Regions from separate parts of the Mus musculus genome. Here region 1 is linked to region 2. A link is a contact called in public promoter capture Hi-C data. All regions are on one chromosome and are shown on one strand. Each heading gives the region's core, a stretch centred on a gene start, on an enhancer-like site or on the middle of the called end of the contact. The rest is flanking DNA. Distances are from core to core; before and after follow the strand shown. Region 1 holds the start of Pak4 (p21 (RAC1) activated kinase 4). Region 2 holds the start of Tgfb1 (transforming growth factor, beta 1).

The links. Promoter capture Hi-C pulls out the DNA fragments that hold promoters and counts their contacts.
Region 1: a contact with region 2 is called in a promoter capture Hi-C map of pre-B cells, with 2.3 times the contacts expected there. The contact joins the promoter of Pak4 here to the promoter of Tgfb1 in region 2. A contact is called at or near these places in 2 of 39 promoter capture datasets (liver and pre-B cells).

What each region holds. Positions count from the first base shown.
Region 1 is chr7:28,595,850-28,603,266 of GRCm38.p6, reverse strand. It overlaps Pak4 (p21 (RAC1) activated kinase 4), which reads left to right and starts at 5,083. Exons shown (of 10, transcript NM_027470.3): 1 at 5,083-5,232.
Region 2 is chr7:25,685,523-25,693,159 of GRCm38.p6, reverse strand. It overlaps Tgfb1 (transforming growth factor, beta 1), which reads right to left and starts at 6,158. Exons shown (of 7, transcript NM_011577.2): 1 at 4,937-6,158; 2 at 623-783. The coding sequence starts at 5,291. It overlaps B9d2 (B9 protein domain 2), which reads right to left. Exons shown (of 4, transcript NM_001362154.1): 4 at 6,598-7,179. The coding sequence ends at 6,866.

The DNA of each region.
Region 1 (7,417 bases), core at 3,834-6,333, 2.9 Mb before region 2:
AGCCACAGTTCCCTTCCTCCCTTGGACCTCCTTCCCTGCAAGGCTGTGGCATAATGAGGTGAGGGGCACGAGCCCACCTGTACTCCACACCCCAACAGTTGATCTGATAACCAACGTGGCACCTAAGTGACCAATTTGAGCAACTGGTGTGGATGGGTACACTGGGTGGAGGGATGATCCCCATCGGATCGATTAGTGAATATAAGCAGAAAAAATGAAGCAGGGTGTGCTGACTCATGACTCCACTCATGAAGACAGAGGCAGGGGGATCATTGTGTTCTAGGCTGAGACTAGAGGGAGATTCCTGGTTTTGTTTCTCATGTAGCTCAGGCTGGCCATGAATTCGTGATATAGTTGGGGGTGGACTTGAACTTCTGATCCCTGTGCCTCCACTTTTTGGATGCTGGGATTACACAGAGGTGGCCCCGTGCCCTTGCTTGTGAGAGAATATTTCTATCGCTCAGATTCCCCTGCAGCAACCCCACTCCCATCAGCCTCTAGCATCAACTAATCTAATGTGGTCATTATCGATTAGATTTGCCTTTCCTACGATACTAGGAATGGAGCTATGCAGTACCGACCTTTAGAAAATGGCTTCTTTCAACCAGCCCAGTCTATTTGCTCCACAGGTCAGTCAGAGTACCAGCCCCTTCCTCACTGAGGGATTCTAGGTAGGGGCTACACCACTGAGCCATGCCCCCAACTCCTCACTGGGGATTCTAGGCAGGGGCTTTACCACTGGGCCACACACCCAGACCCTCACTGGGGGATTCTTCTTGGGGGCTCTACCCATCCCTAGTCCCCTCCCTGACAGACTCCAGGCAAACACCCTCCAGGTAAATTGCATCTTCATCTCTACATGTTCTTTTTATGGCCACGTGGGATTATTTGACAGCACAGAACTTTCTAGTCCTCATCATTTTATTTTATGTTTTTAAATTTTATTTATGTTATTTTTCCGGTGGTCGGGAGGGGACCAGAAGTGATTAGAAGTCTAGACATTTGAAATCAGAATGCCTGTGTGATTTGGGGATTATGTACGTTTTCTGTGCCTTAATTTTCACGCCTTTTGAATGGGAATATCAATAGTGCATATGGATTTTTGTGAGGACTTCAGTGATAACAGCCCTCCAAATCTTAGCTGAAATAACTTTGTCTTTCAAGCCACCATTTAGCAGTTCTTCATGACAGACTGCAGTAAGACAAGCCAACCTTCCCAGGCTCAAACAGCTTCTGCCGACACCAACAGCACCCTTTCTTAAGGGCCAAGAAATAAACACAAATTTTTCCTAGAGTCTGGTTGTTACCCAGGCCCTGAAGTTTGCTGTTCTAACACTAGGTGGCGGTCTAAGCCCTGATTTGTACCATTTGGGGAGTAAATGAACGGGGTGGGGGGGAGGTGTTCTTGGGAGGGGGTGCAGTCATTTGTAGCTCTCCACAGCCCCATAAATAACCCCTAATAAACGTGCGTGAGTCATTCCATTGGTTGTTGGCATGCACCATCCCTGCGTGGAGACAGATGTTAATTTTACATCTTCCTGGGAGAACCCTACTGCAAATTCTAAGGGAGTGTATGTTACATGGCCTGCCGCATTGCATACTCTGTCAATGTTGGCATTATCATTATTCAATGTGATTGGCTCACAGCGAGTGCTCAGTGTATATATTTATTGAGCCAGTGTGAGCATAGGTTTTGAAGTCAGACCTCGGTTTAAAATCTATTAAGGGGGCTGGGGAGATAGCTCAGCGTGTAAAGGCGCTTGCTCAATGGCCTGAATTCAATCCTGGGAATCACACAGAAGAAACAGAGAACATTTTCTTTGTCCCCCTCACTCTGGTACACAGTCATACACAGGCAAAACAAGCAAATATAAAGAAAGAGGAAAAACAACAAGAGTGTTTAAACACCGGTGAGAATACTTCGAATGCAGGCCAAAGTGTGAACAACAAGAGTGTTTAAACACCGGTGAGAATACAGGCCAAAGTGATGAATCCCTTGTATGATCTTGCGATGTGTGTCCCCGACCATAGGGAGGCAGCAGAGGGCAGCCGGTGAATGAACGAGCACCTAGAATTCTCCCAACTTTGGTCTCTAGGGTGAACTAGAAACCAATAATTCCACTTTAGCATAAAATTCCAGGTTCGTAAAAATGTTCAGAATAGCTGGGCATGGCGGGGCACGCATTTAATCCCAGCACTCGGGAGTCAGAGGCAGGTGGATTTCTAAGTTTGAGGCCTATCTGGTCTACAGAGCAAGTTCAAGAACAGCCAGGGCCACACAGAGAAACCTTGTCTTGGAAAAAAAAGAACCTAGGGAGAAAAGAAAGACAGGGGGGTGGGGAGGGGGAGAGGAGGGGGAGAGGAAGAGGGAGAGAGAAAGGGAGAGAGAGTATAGAGCACCCACTGCCTCTTGTAGCATCGTTGCTACAAGTGGTTTGTATCTCTAGGGAGGCAATGGCGGTCACCCCTGTCTTCCCAACACGAGGGATGTGGGAGCAGACAGATCATCAGCTGGAGGTCATCCTTGGCTACATCCTGAGTTCCAGGCATGAGCCTGGGCTGCATGAGACTTTGTCTAAAACAAAACCAAATACAAGCAAACAGTTCTTCAGGAGCTGAGAGTGTGCCTCACTTATTCAGAACCAGTCAAGATTCTCTTACAGTCCTGGGCTCAATCCCCAGCTCCCGACCCCACACTCAGAGTTTAGAAGATAAGGTGAACTCGCTCACATTTCCTCTAGCCCATCACTCGTGTATTCAAAGGAAACAATTATGTAGCTGCTTGGGCTTGTTTTTTTTATTTTTGTGGATGATGGTTTCTAAAAGCAAACTGTGTACCACAGCACAGGAGCTCAATGAGGAAAGTGTGGCTGAGCAAATTAGAGTCAATTAGTAGGATGGCTTCTTAGGCAGCCCCAAGATTAATCTTCTTGAAGAATATTTATTGACATCAAGAGTCACTGATGATGTATATAGTCTTAGTTTTAAAAGGTATTTTTCTGGGGCTGGAGAAATGGCTCCGTCCGTAAGAGCACTTGTTGCTTTTTCAGAGGCCCTCTTCTAGCCTCTGAGAACACACACACGCAGAGGGGTACACACACACACACACACACACACACACACACACAGAGGGATGGGGAATATTTCTTTAAACCTACTTATTTTTCTGGGGTGGGGAATAATTATTTATTTTATTTTTTATTCTTTGGTTTTTCGAGACAGGGTTTCTCTGTATAGCCCTGGCTGTCCTAGAACTCACTCTGTAGACCAGGCTGGCCTCGAACTCAGAAATCCGCCTGCCTCTGCCTCCTGAGTGCTGGGATTAAAGGCGTGCACCACCACTGCCCAGCGGGAATAATTTTTAAATTTATTTACTCTTCTTTCATACATTACTTCTCAACTGCAGTGTCCCATCCCTCCACTCCTTCCAGTTCTCCCCATAAATCGTTTTTTTAAGATATATATTTCAGACCATTCTTCCAGGCATGGTAAGGAGACACGTGCCTGTAATCCCAGTGCTAAAAGACTCTCTTAGTGCATCGGAGGCCTTGAGTTCAAGTGGACATAAGCTGAAGGGAGAGATAGGGATGATGGGGAGAAAAGAAGGCAAGCAGAGACCTGAACCGCAGCCCTTCATTCATTCTTGGTTTGCACATGTTAACAGAATGCCTGCGGTGTGCCTGGCAGTGTGCAGGTGAAGCACACAGGCAAGCATCATTTAAGTGAATCTTTGGAGGGTGGAATTACCTTTTAGTCAGCCACCCCTTTTATAAATATGTACTGAGCATTTACATACCAATAATATCAAGGCTCTGGCTACGAGCAAAAAGCATAGTTCAAGGTCAGCCTGGGCTACGTCCTGAGACCCTGTCTCACGAAACCAAAACCAGCCAGCCAAACACAAAACCACAGGCGGCAAAGGAAAGGAAGCTTTGCCAGAAGCTGGCAAAGGATTTAATAGCACAAGGTAGGACATTTTGCCCCTTAGAGAACATAATGTTTGAGGAAAAACCCAAAGGAACCCTGGGAGTCAGGAGGATGCTTAAAGAAGAGAATCTTCCAGACAGAAGAAAAAGCCCGTGAAAAGAACCAGAGAAAGCCTGTTTGGGAAAACCTGTAGCCTCAGTCTCCCAAGGGGCTCAGCTGGGGAAAGCATTTGCCTAGAATTCTCTAGGGCCGGGGACTTCCCTAGTACTACTGCTTGCCTGTCCTGTATAAAAGCCCTAAGTTCAGTGTCTGATACCCAAATAAACAAATAAAACCCTCAAAATCCTTGATGAGAAAGCATTTTTAAATTTTTCAGTAAGACCTAATGAACCCATAGGTGGAAGGGTGTATTAGTTTATGGGCTTTGTTTCCGCTGTGTTTTCCATTTTGATTAATTTAAAAACACTTAATTACACTTATCCCTCTATTTTATGTCTATGGCTCTCTTGTGGAGGCTACAGATCAACTCCTGGGAATCAGTTCTACCGTGTGGGTCCAGGAGATCAAACTTCAGGCTCGGCAACAAGCGCCTTCTATCCACTGATGCATCTCACACACTCGTGATTGACTGACTTAAAAAAAAAAAAACTTATTTAAAAGATTAAGATCAAATAGTGTCAGATTTCCAGATTCGGACAGAGCTTCATTCAAAACTTGCTTTCAGTAGTCATAAACCAACTAGCATCCTATTAGCTTGTTTACCTGTAAAATGGGTGTTACAACAACAGGGTTGTGTTAACAGTTTACAGCAGAACTAGTCGCGTGCTAACAAAGGCATAATAAGTGCTTAAGAACTGTTTCTGGCCTTTATGTTCTCGTATTCCACTTTACTTTTTTGGGAGCCCGTGGGACTCTGCCACGCGAAAGTCGTTATTTCCCCTTTAAGAGGCGGAGTGGGCGGGGAGTCAACGATCCCGCACCTTTTCAAAACTTCCCAATCTCTGCTCTTCATTCTCCACCTAGCGGTCTCCGATTGGGCCACTCGCACCAATCAGTGGTTTTAGGGAACCCTGCCCGGCTCGCTGCCCCGCCTCCGAGTAGGCCCCGCCCATCACCCGGTCAGCTCCGTTGCCATGGGGACTAGTGGGCGGCGAGGAGTAGGGGAGGCCCCGGATGTTCATTGGGGATTCAACATGGCGGCGGCAGTAGCCGCGGCGGCGGCGGCGCGAGACCGCTGAGGGCGGTACGCGGGCACAGAGTTCTGGGCCAGGCAGCTAGGCCGCGAGCGACCGCGGCGCCAAGCCGGTAGGTTAGGGGGTTACCGTGCAAGGGGTTTGTGGCTGGGGGCGGGTGGGTCTGGGCACGCGCCGTGGGAGAGCGGTTATTCGGAAGGGGGCGGGGCCGGTCGGGTCAAAGTTCACTCTTGGAGGGGAGGGTCGCGTGGAAAAGGGTCGCGGGCCCAAAAATGAGGGAAAGGGGAGGGGACTGTCGCGACCAGTGGTTAGACCGGTGGAGGGGGCGTGGCCGGGTTTGAAATTTGTGCAAAGTTTGGAATACTAAGTGGGGGCGCATAGGAGGGGCTCGGAACGGGTCTCATAAAAGGGGGCGCTCAGAGTAACTTAAGAAGAGGGTGTGTCTGTCAGGGCTGGAGGTCACAACCTAGAGAAGTGGGCGGCTGCCCGGTCAAAGATTTAAAAGCCTCAACCGGAGGAGGAGGAGGAGGTGCTTGAGTTTTAGGTTTTGGGGGGGTGTCTGAGACAGCCCTTAGGTAGAAGGTACGAAGATAAAAATCTGACGGGTGAAGATGTTCTGGGAGGGCCAGAAACTAAAAACTCAAGTGGGGCACGTGCGGTGAGGAGGGGGACCAGGGACATCTAACAGAGCCTTCGAAAGTGTGTCCTGGTGTGTGTGGTGGGAGGAGAAGGGGAGCCCCTTCCCACTGATAATGAAGGCCACACACTGATAAAACACTGATGATAGGCTGGGCTTCCCTCTCCGCGTTAAAGCTCTGTGTATGTACTCATTTAGCGCGCAGTACAGCATCACTGGAGCCAAAGCTGTTATTAAGAAGCTAAGTGATTTGCCCCAGGTCAGCTAATGAAGTAAGGTGAGCAGCTGGGATTCCAGCTCCGGAGCTCTGTCCCAGAGTGCTTCTGTCTCCTGCTGCCTTTCACAAAATCTTGGTGCTGGTAAATGTTTAACGAGAGAGCGCGAGCGAGAGAGCGCGAGCGAGAGAGCGCGAGCGAGCGAGCGCACCGTGTATGCCTGGTCTTGTTTCATCCCTTATCTTGTGAGATGGGTGAGTTGGGTGTTAGAGAACACCCCTGTTTTCCAGGTAGAAAAAGTAATGCCAAGAAAGCTTTGTTAAGAGAAAGGAGCTTTGGTCTGCTACCTGCCACAGGGTCCACTTCCCAGGAGGTCTGTTCCTGGAAGCCACTCCCTGGGTGGGAACAGAGTGTCTGTTTAGCCTCCTTGGAAGGGTGTGACCTGGGAGGGGAGGTTCCACTGGGCCTATGGGAGTGGCATGCTGGTGGGTGGCCCAGAGTCCAGTGAGCCTCTGATTGGGTGGGTGTGACCTTAGGCGCTCTCTATTCCTGACACCACAAGCTCTCCCTGTGGCCTTCAGTGGTTCCCAAACGCTTTACAGTTTGAGCCTTGGTCCTCCTTCCAGGGTTTTGACCTCCTGTCAGCCATCTTTCCACTTCTCTCACTCATGCTTAGCCAACCGTGGGCAGCTCTTGGCTTTGCTTTCTTTGGCCTCCATGGGAGAGCCCATTCTGCCTTCTCCCGGTTCTTGGGGCCATATGCACTCCTGCTGGATTCTGGGCGCTTCTGGAGCATCAGCTGGCCGCAGAGTGTCTGTGTGTGTGTGTGTGTGGGGGGGTGTCCTCAGATACTGTAGCAAGGGGACAAGAGGCACTCAGCCCTACCCTCAATGCCTGCTTGGTCACTCCCATAGGAGCGTACTAAGACCAGCCCTCAGCCAAGGACACTGAGCCTAAATGGAGCAGGGACAGGGAGAGTGCCTGTATATGCTGGGTCTGTCCTGAGGTTCCTGTCCTTGGAAAGTCCCTCAAGGAAGCTCTGAAAGATGAGTAGGAGGGACAGGAAGGGACACAAGGTCAGAAAGGGCAAAGGTCCTGGCCTGCTAGTGGCTCAACCTGGGAAGGACCACGTATAGTAAGTGCCTCCGTCTCCTCCTGTGTAAAGTGGACCTAAGAACAGTGCTGGCTGTGGAGGGTAAGATAGGCACCGGGCAGCCTGGCATGCTGTGGAAGTACTAGTCTCATCGCTGCCTCCCAACTTTCTCCACAGCCAACCCACCCCCACCCCCACCCCCTGTCTGCACCCGACTGTGTCAGAGAGCTGGCATACTACCAGCACCAGATCTGTGAGGTCACCCAAATTCCCAGCCTTGTGGTGCCAGCTTGGCACAGATAAGGAGAGATGGGGGTTGTGCCGTTGGAGACCCAGTTTCAGGCCCCTGCCT
Region 2 (7,637 bases), core at 4,909-7,408:
GAACCTAATGCATTTTTAGTGGTAGCTAGGCAGTCTATCACTGAGCCACGCCCCCAGCCCCTCACTGGGGGATTCTAGGCAGGGGCTCTACCACTGAGCCACGCCCCCAGCCCCTCACTGGGGGATTCTAGGCAGGGGCTCTCCCACTGAGCCACGCCCCCTGCCCCTCACTGGGGGATTCTAGTCATGCATACATAGCCAGATATCCATCCCTGGCTCTTTCTGCATTTTTACAGTTCAAACTCCCAAATTCAACTAATAGGATGCAATCTGAGCGGTTTTTAAAAAAACCTTAGGATTCTCTGGGTGATGGTGGCACACACCTTTAATCCCAGCACTGGAGAGGCAAAGGCAAGCGAATCTCTGTGAACTTGAGGCCGGCCTGATCTACAGAGTGAGTTCCAGGACAGCCAGGGCTACACAGAGAGACCCTGTCACGAAAAACCCAACCAACCAACCAACCAATTGAAAACAAGACAAAAATAAAAATAAAAACCTTAGGCTTCGACACTGTGCTCTACCCTCAGGCCTGGCTCTGTACCCAGGAGCCTTCAAACTGAGCCACCTGGCCACACCTCAGCAGGGCTGACCTGTGTGCCACCTCTCAGGCTCAAAGCCTTACCTGGTAGAGTTCCACATGTTGCTCCACACTTGATTTTAATCTCTGCAAGCGCAGCTCTGCACGGGACAGCAATGGGGGTTCGGGCACTGCTTCCCGAATGTCTGACGTATTGAAGAACATATATATACTGTGTGAGATGTCTTTGGTTTTCTCATAGATGGCTGGGTGGGGAGGAGCAGAAGGAGGAAGACATCAGGTCAGGTCTGTGACAAGGATGGAAGAAACAGAGACACCCTGCTTCTGAGCCCATGGGCTCTAACTCAGGTTGGCATTCCACTTCACATTCTAACATTCAGTTTACTTATGTGTAGGGATGTTTTGGCTGCATCCGTGTGTCTGTGTGCAGAGTGCATGCCTAGTGCCCGTGGAAGCCAGAAGAGGGTGTCAGATCCTCTAGAACCGGAGTTACAGATGGCTGTGAGCTGCCATGTAGGTCCTGGAAACCCCAACCCGCTGGAAGAACAGCTGGTTATCTTGACTGCTCTTAGAGGCCCCTCTCTAATGTTCTTAACTGGCTGACCTCACCTGGGCTGCAGGAGACCACGCCTCAAACAAAACCAAACAGAAGTTGTAGAGTAAATTGCACGGCATAATTTGGGGGATCAGAAAGCTTCCCTGCTGCTACTCAGGTTGGGTGCTCGTGCACTGAGTGACTCCCACAGCAGGTTCTAGGTGGGAGCGCTCGCTCGCTTGGTCGCTGAGCTACACACAGCCCCTTGGAGGTGGATTCTAAGGAAGTGCTCTACTACTGGGCCAACTGCCTTCTAACCTTGGATGAAATAAGTACCATTAAGTTCTGATTCCCAGCCTAGGCGGCTGCAACTGAAACACTATGTTACCTGTGGCTTCTTCCTTCCTTCCTTCCTCCCTTCCTCCCTTCCTTCCTTCCTTCCTTCCTTCCTTCCTTCCTTCTTCCCTCCCTCCCTCCCTCCCTTCCTTCCTTTCTTTCTTCCTTCCTCTCTCTCTCTTTCTCTCTTTCTTTCTTTCTTTCTTTTCTTCCTTCCTTCCCTTCCCCTCTCCCCCCTCTCTCCCTCCCTCCCTCCCTCCCTCCCTTTCTTTCTTTTCTTTTTTTTTTGAGACAGGATTTCTCTGTGTAGCCCTGGCTGTCCTGGAGCTCAATCTGTAGACCAAACTGGCTTCAAATTCAGAAATCCGCCTGCCTCTGCCTCCCAAATTCTGGGATTAAAGGCGTGCGCCACCACTGGCTGGCAGAAAAATGTGTATCCCAGGCTGGCCTTGAACTCCAGATCCTCCCACCTCTGCCTCCTTCAGCAAATCCTACAGGCCTGTGCCACCAGTAGCGGCCAAACTTCTCTCTTTAACTGTAAGACACCAATCAAATCCAGGATTAACAGAGCTGATGAGACACTGGGGAAAAGCTAAACATAATAAAGTGTATTTTAGCTAGTGTGAGTCTGCAGCCAAAGCTGAGGAGCCTGAGCCTGAGTCAGGAAGCTGTTCACTGGGAGTTAGCCTACATATGTGTGTGTGTGCACGCACGTGCGTGTGTGTGCACATGTGTGTGTGCTAATAAAGGTGAGGGGAATACAGTGCATGGTAAAGATATCATTTTAAACACTTTACAAAAGATAAAGGCATTGAGACTTCACAACATGGTAAGATTCAAGCCACCTTATTACAGGGACTAATTTTTTAAAAGCTTTTAAAAATTAATTTATTTATTTTATATATATGAGTACACTGTCGCTGTTTTCAGACACACCAGAAGAAGGAATCGGATCTTATTTCAGATGGTTGTGAGCCACCATGTGGTTGCTGGGACTTGAACTCAGGACCTCTGGAAGAGCAGCCAGTGCTCTTAACCTCTGAGCCATCTCTCCCGCCCCAGGGACTAATTTTTTTGTTTATTTTCTTTTGTTCTGGAGACAGGATTTCATAGCTTAGGCTAGTCTCACATTCACTGTGTATCCAAGGATGGTCTTGAAGCAGTCCTTTTGCCTTTGTCTCCCCAGTACTGGGACTACAGTCATAGACAGACTTGGCAGCCTGGGATTGGGTTGCCCCCCCCCATTTATTTGTTTGTTCGTTCGTTCATTCATTCATTCATTCATTCATTCACTTTATAACCCGACTTCAGCTTTCCCTCCTTCCAGTCCCCCCTCACATCCCCTTCCCTCACCCCCTCCTCTCCTGAGAAGGGGAAGCCCGCACCCCGTACCAATCCACCCCTGCACAGCGAGTCAGTAAGTCATGGGAGGTGGATGGAGGGGGAGAACTGAGTGGGAATGAGGATAAGCAGGGGAGGGGGGGATCAGATGGAGACAACCAGACAGTGGTCCTAATCCCAAAACTCTGCCATTTCCTGGCCAGTGGGGGTTTATTATCATTTGCCTGTCATCAGTGTCATTAGTTACTCCCCTCTTTAGCCCATTTCCTGGTCGTGTTAGCAGCAAAGAGGATTTCTAGGTAAGAGTGACTGCAGGTTTGGGAGCCCCATTCACTAAAGGGCTTCCTAGCCTAAAGGATGTCTGCACTGGGGAACGAAGGGGCAAAATCCCGAAATTCTGCGTCTGCTGGGGCTTCTGGCTTCTTGTAGTGGGGATGAGATGGTGATCCCAGACGTCGATGAAGGACAGAGGGCCTCTATTCTTGGTTCGGTTGTTACTCAGCAAACCACAATGGAGGGATGGGATCTCAGCTGGGGGTAGCCGATAGGGGAGAGATAGGAGGGCAGGAAGGATTGTGGGTGTCGCAGAGGGAAATGGGGTGACATAGAGATGAATAGGTATGTGGGAGAGGAGACGGAAATGAGAGGCACATGCCGGAAGAGATATATGCGTAAGAAATACAGTCTCAGGAGAGTAAAGGACTTCTCCAACGAAGAGGTCACATTAAGTCGTGGCTAGGGAGGGGTGTCATTAGGCCTGAGCCACAATTGGGTCCAGCAATGTGCAAATAATCCTTAAGTCCACCTCTGGGGTTAGGAAGGTGAAACCTGGAGAAGCTACTGACACCTAAAGTTCCCCGGTCACACACGACGCTTGGGTCCCGCGTGGGCGCCTACAGGGCGGGGCCGTGAGTTTCCCCGCCCACTACTGGGGTGAGGAGGGCGGGAGACTAACAGCCTAGGGAGGGCGGGATCCGGACCTGCCTCGTCTCGCCCCAGGCTCCGCGCGCGATCTCTGTCTCCCCTCCTCCCGGGCACGGGAAGGAAAGGGAAGGGAGGAGGGCGTGGCGACCGGACGCTGGGTTTTCCCCAGCCTCCGGTAGGAGGAACTGGGACCTTGGGGTTACAGCCTGTCAGCGTTCAGTTCCGTGGGGTCCTCTTACCCCCCCAAGAAGCGCAAGCTCCTCCCCACGCGCGTGGCACCCACGTGGGGGCTTCCTCATCCTTACCGATTCGGTTTTTTCATTTGAGTTTTGAAGACTGCCTCTCCCCTACTTCTAGCTGCTCCTCTAGGGCTCGACTCCAGAGGCTCAGCCACTCCCTTCCACGCCCAGGAGAGGGGCGCTCGCCACTCACTCCTGGATGGCATGGTATCCCTGCTCCGTCTGCCTGGCTGCCGCGGGGGGCCACCTTCCTAAGCCAGTCTCCCCTTTTTATGACTCCTTCCCAATGACCCAGTATTCTAGATTTCTTGAGGACTCGCTCGCTTCCTTCACTGGGCTCCGCCTGCCGGCTCGCGCGCTCTTTTACGCCCCCAAGCAAAACACTCGTGACACCTCCGGGCTCATTTTCCGCACCCTCTCTGCTCCTCTCTAGAGTCCTTCTCCCAACAACGTCGCTTTCCTTTTTCACTTGTAACCCCGTAGTGACTCCACAGATCACACTCTCTAGCGTGCGCCTGTCGCTTTCTGAGAGTAAGCCCACTAGAGATTTTATTTGGCAGTTCTAGGGTACCCATCCCCTAGGTTTTCTCTCCATCTCACGACCCGGTCTGGGGTCGGCTTTCCACATTGCATCTCCATTCCGAAATGTTGGACACCTTCCATTCTCTTGAGCTGGGTTCTACCTTTCTGGAAAGAGACCACCCAGCGAGCCCTGCATTTTTAGGCACCATTAGGGGAACTTAAAACAAAACCTGCCAAATGCTCCTCTTCTAGAGGGGACTCTCCCCACGACCTTGCTTTTCTAGGAGAGGATCACTTTGGCAGGCTGTCTATTCCTCTCAAAGACACCTGGGGTACGGGAAAGTGCCAGCCTCTTTGGGACACCCACACAGTTGTCCCGGTGCCCCCAGGGCTCCCCTTCCTCCAGCCAGTTTCCTCTGAGGGTAATTTCCTCCCGGTGACCCCTGCACTCCGGCGCCCCCTGGGGGCTCCCTCCTGGCTCCCCGGCCCCTCGGAGCTCACCGTTGTTGCGGTCCACCATTAGCACGCGGGTGACCTCTTTAGCATAGTAGTCCGCTTCGGGCTCCGGCTCTGGGTCGGCGCTCTCGCCTGCCACCCGGTCGCGGGTGCTGTTGTACAAAGCGAGCACCGCCTCGGGCAGCGGGCCGGGCGGTACCTCCCCCTGGCTTGGGGGACTGGCGAGCCTTAGTTTGGACAGGATCTGGCCACGGATGGCTTCGATGCGCTTCCGTTTCACCAGCTCCATGTCGATGGTCTTGCAGGTGGAGAGTCCCGCGGCTGGCCTCCCGGGCGTCAGCACTAGAAGCCACGGGAGTGGGAGCAGAAGCGGCAGTAGCCGCAGCCCCGAGGGCGGCATGGGGGAGGCGGCGCCCCACGGCACTTCGGAGAGCGGGAACCCTCGGCAAAGGTGGGATGCGGAGGCCCCGCCCCTGCAGGGCTTGTGGGGTGGGGTCTCCCAAGGAAAGGTAGGTGATAGTCCTGAATAATTTGAGGTTGAGGGAGAAAGCAGCAGGAGTCGCGGTGAGGCTCTGACACCAAGGTGTCTCAGTATACCACCAGGGTAAAAATCGAGATGAGCGCTCTCTGAGATCCAAAAGTGGGTGTTCTTAAATAGGGGAGCTACTGCCAGCAGGTCCGAGGGAGATCTGCCTCTCGGGGGAGAGAGGGTCCTGGGATGCGAGGGACTCAAGAGGCAGGCTGGGGGGAGGGCGGCGTGCAAGGGGTGCGCCCCAGCTTTGGGGTGAAGTCTTCGCGGGAGGCGGGGTTTGTGGCTCCCGAGGGCTGGTCCGGAATAGGGGCGTCTGAGGAACGCCGGGTAGCGATCGAGTGTCCACGACGGTGAGCAGGGCTGTCTGGAGTCCTCAGGTCCTGCCTCCTTGCGAGACAGCGCAGTGCCAAGAAGTCCCCACGTCTCTGACTTGCAGTAGCAGCGGAAAAGTCTCAAAACTTTTTTCCTCTTCTCTCAACCAGCTCGTCCCTCCTCCCACTCCTCCTCCCCCTCCTCCCTGCGGCGGCGGCTGGTCTCAGACTCTGGGGCCTCGGACGGCTCCTCGGCTGCTCCTTTGCCGGCTCCCAGCGGAGGCCGACTCCGAGTGCGGCTCAGAGCCGGGGGTGCCCCGAAGGGGCGTCCCCCCTGCCCCGGCCGGGGGCCTGGCTGTCTGGAGGATCCGCGGCGGGAGGAGGAGGGGGACGGCCTGGGGCGCGAAGGGCGGCGGCGGCGGCGGGACCGGCTGGGGCGGCGGGGGTTTTGAAGCCGCCCCGGCCCCACCCAGGAAGCGCGCGCGGGGCGGGGGCAGCCCCAGGGGGAGGGCATGGGGGGGCACTGTCTTCATCTTAGCGTGGGCGGGCTCCAAGGGGGGTCCCTTCAGCCCTGCGGGGAGGGGGCGGGCACCCCGGCCTCGCCCCACCTCCAGGGTGCTGCCTCCTGGCGGCGGAGCACTACTAAAGCCGGTGACCAACCAAAGCGCCCCGGTGGATTTGGGAGTTGTTGAAGGGTCAAAGGAAAAATTGGGACTTCGTGAGAAAACAGAGTCCTGTATTAGAAGTGGGGACCTAGGCGGTGGAGAGCGAAAGGCAGGGGCAGACTTTGCGGATGAGAGTGTCAAGGAGAGTGAAATAAGGAGACCGACGTCTGAGAGCTTTAGCGGATACAAGGAGGCACCTTACCCATGAGAAATACACGCTTTTATTAAGTGCCCCCGACAGTCCAAACAGTGGGCCCTGCTCATGTCCCTCCAACCCACAGCCCTTTCTACCCCGTAGTTCAGTGGAGCATGGGCCACAGGGGAGTTCCTGGCCTTGCAGTCCATGGCATAGGGGCCATGACTTGGGGGTGATCAGGACTGACAGTCTCCAGAGTCCACGTGCCTGCTTCACTGCTGTGCCATTATGTGCTCAGTGGATGATGGCGATTAGTAGCAATGAAGTCCCTCAACACTCCACTCCATAGCGATCGAAGTGGCGCAGCAGCAGGCCGATACCAAGGTGCACTGTGCCACCCGCGGCCGTGTGCAGGCGGTAGCGGTCAGCCCCGCTGTAGATGGTATCTGCGTGCAGCAGCTGTGGCCCACCACCCACGAAAGCCCGTGCTAGCTGCTCCCTCCAACTGCCCAGGGGCCTCCATGTAGGGCAGTCCAGCTGATGAGTGCCTGGGCTGCTAGGCACATGGCAAAAGCCATAGCCAGCAAGCTGGCAGCGGCCAAAGCTGTCCTGGGACCACACCTGGAGATGGAGTCGAGGCCAACCTGCGGGAGGAGAGGCGTTAGAGAAAAGGACAAAGGGGCAGAACCCTGCTCCCGGGTTCCCAGCATTGAAACCACTGGAGACCTCGCACAGTACTTTTACCTTGGATTATTGCCTGAATTTCCTCTCTGGGTTCTCATCTCCCACTCACTCCACATAGTAGTCACAGGAATCTAGAGCAATCCACATTACCCTCTTGCTCAAAACCCTCCCATGACTCCCCTGGGCCACAGAACAAAGTCCAACCTCTCAAGTCAAGTCTGGCCTCGTCTGACCTCCCTTTGTGGTCTCTTCACTCTCCCAGGCCCCCAGGTCAGCACCTCAGCTTAGACCCCTTCCGCCCTCCTCCTCATGGACTTGCTTTGCTCTCACGCACCTGACTCAGATTTCCTTTCTTCCCCAGTGGAGCCATCTCTCCCCTTCGTTAGGTTTCTAGTGGCCTCAATGCACAGCTGAGTGT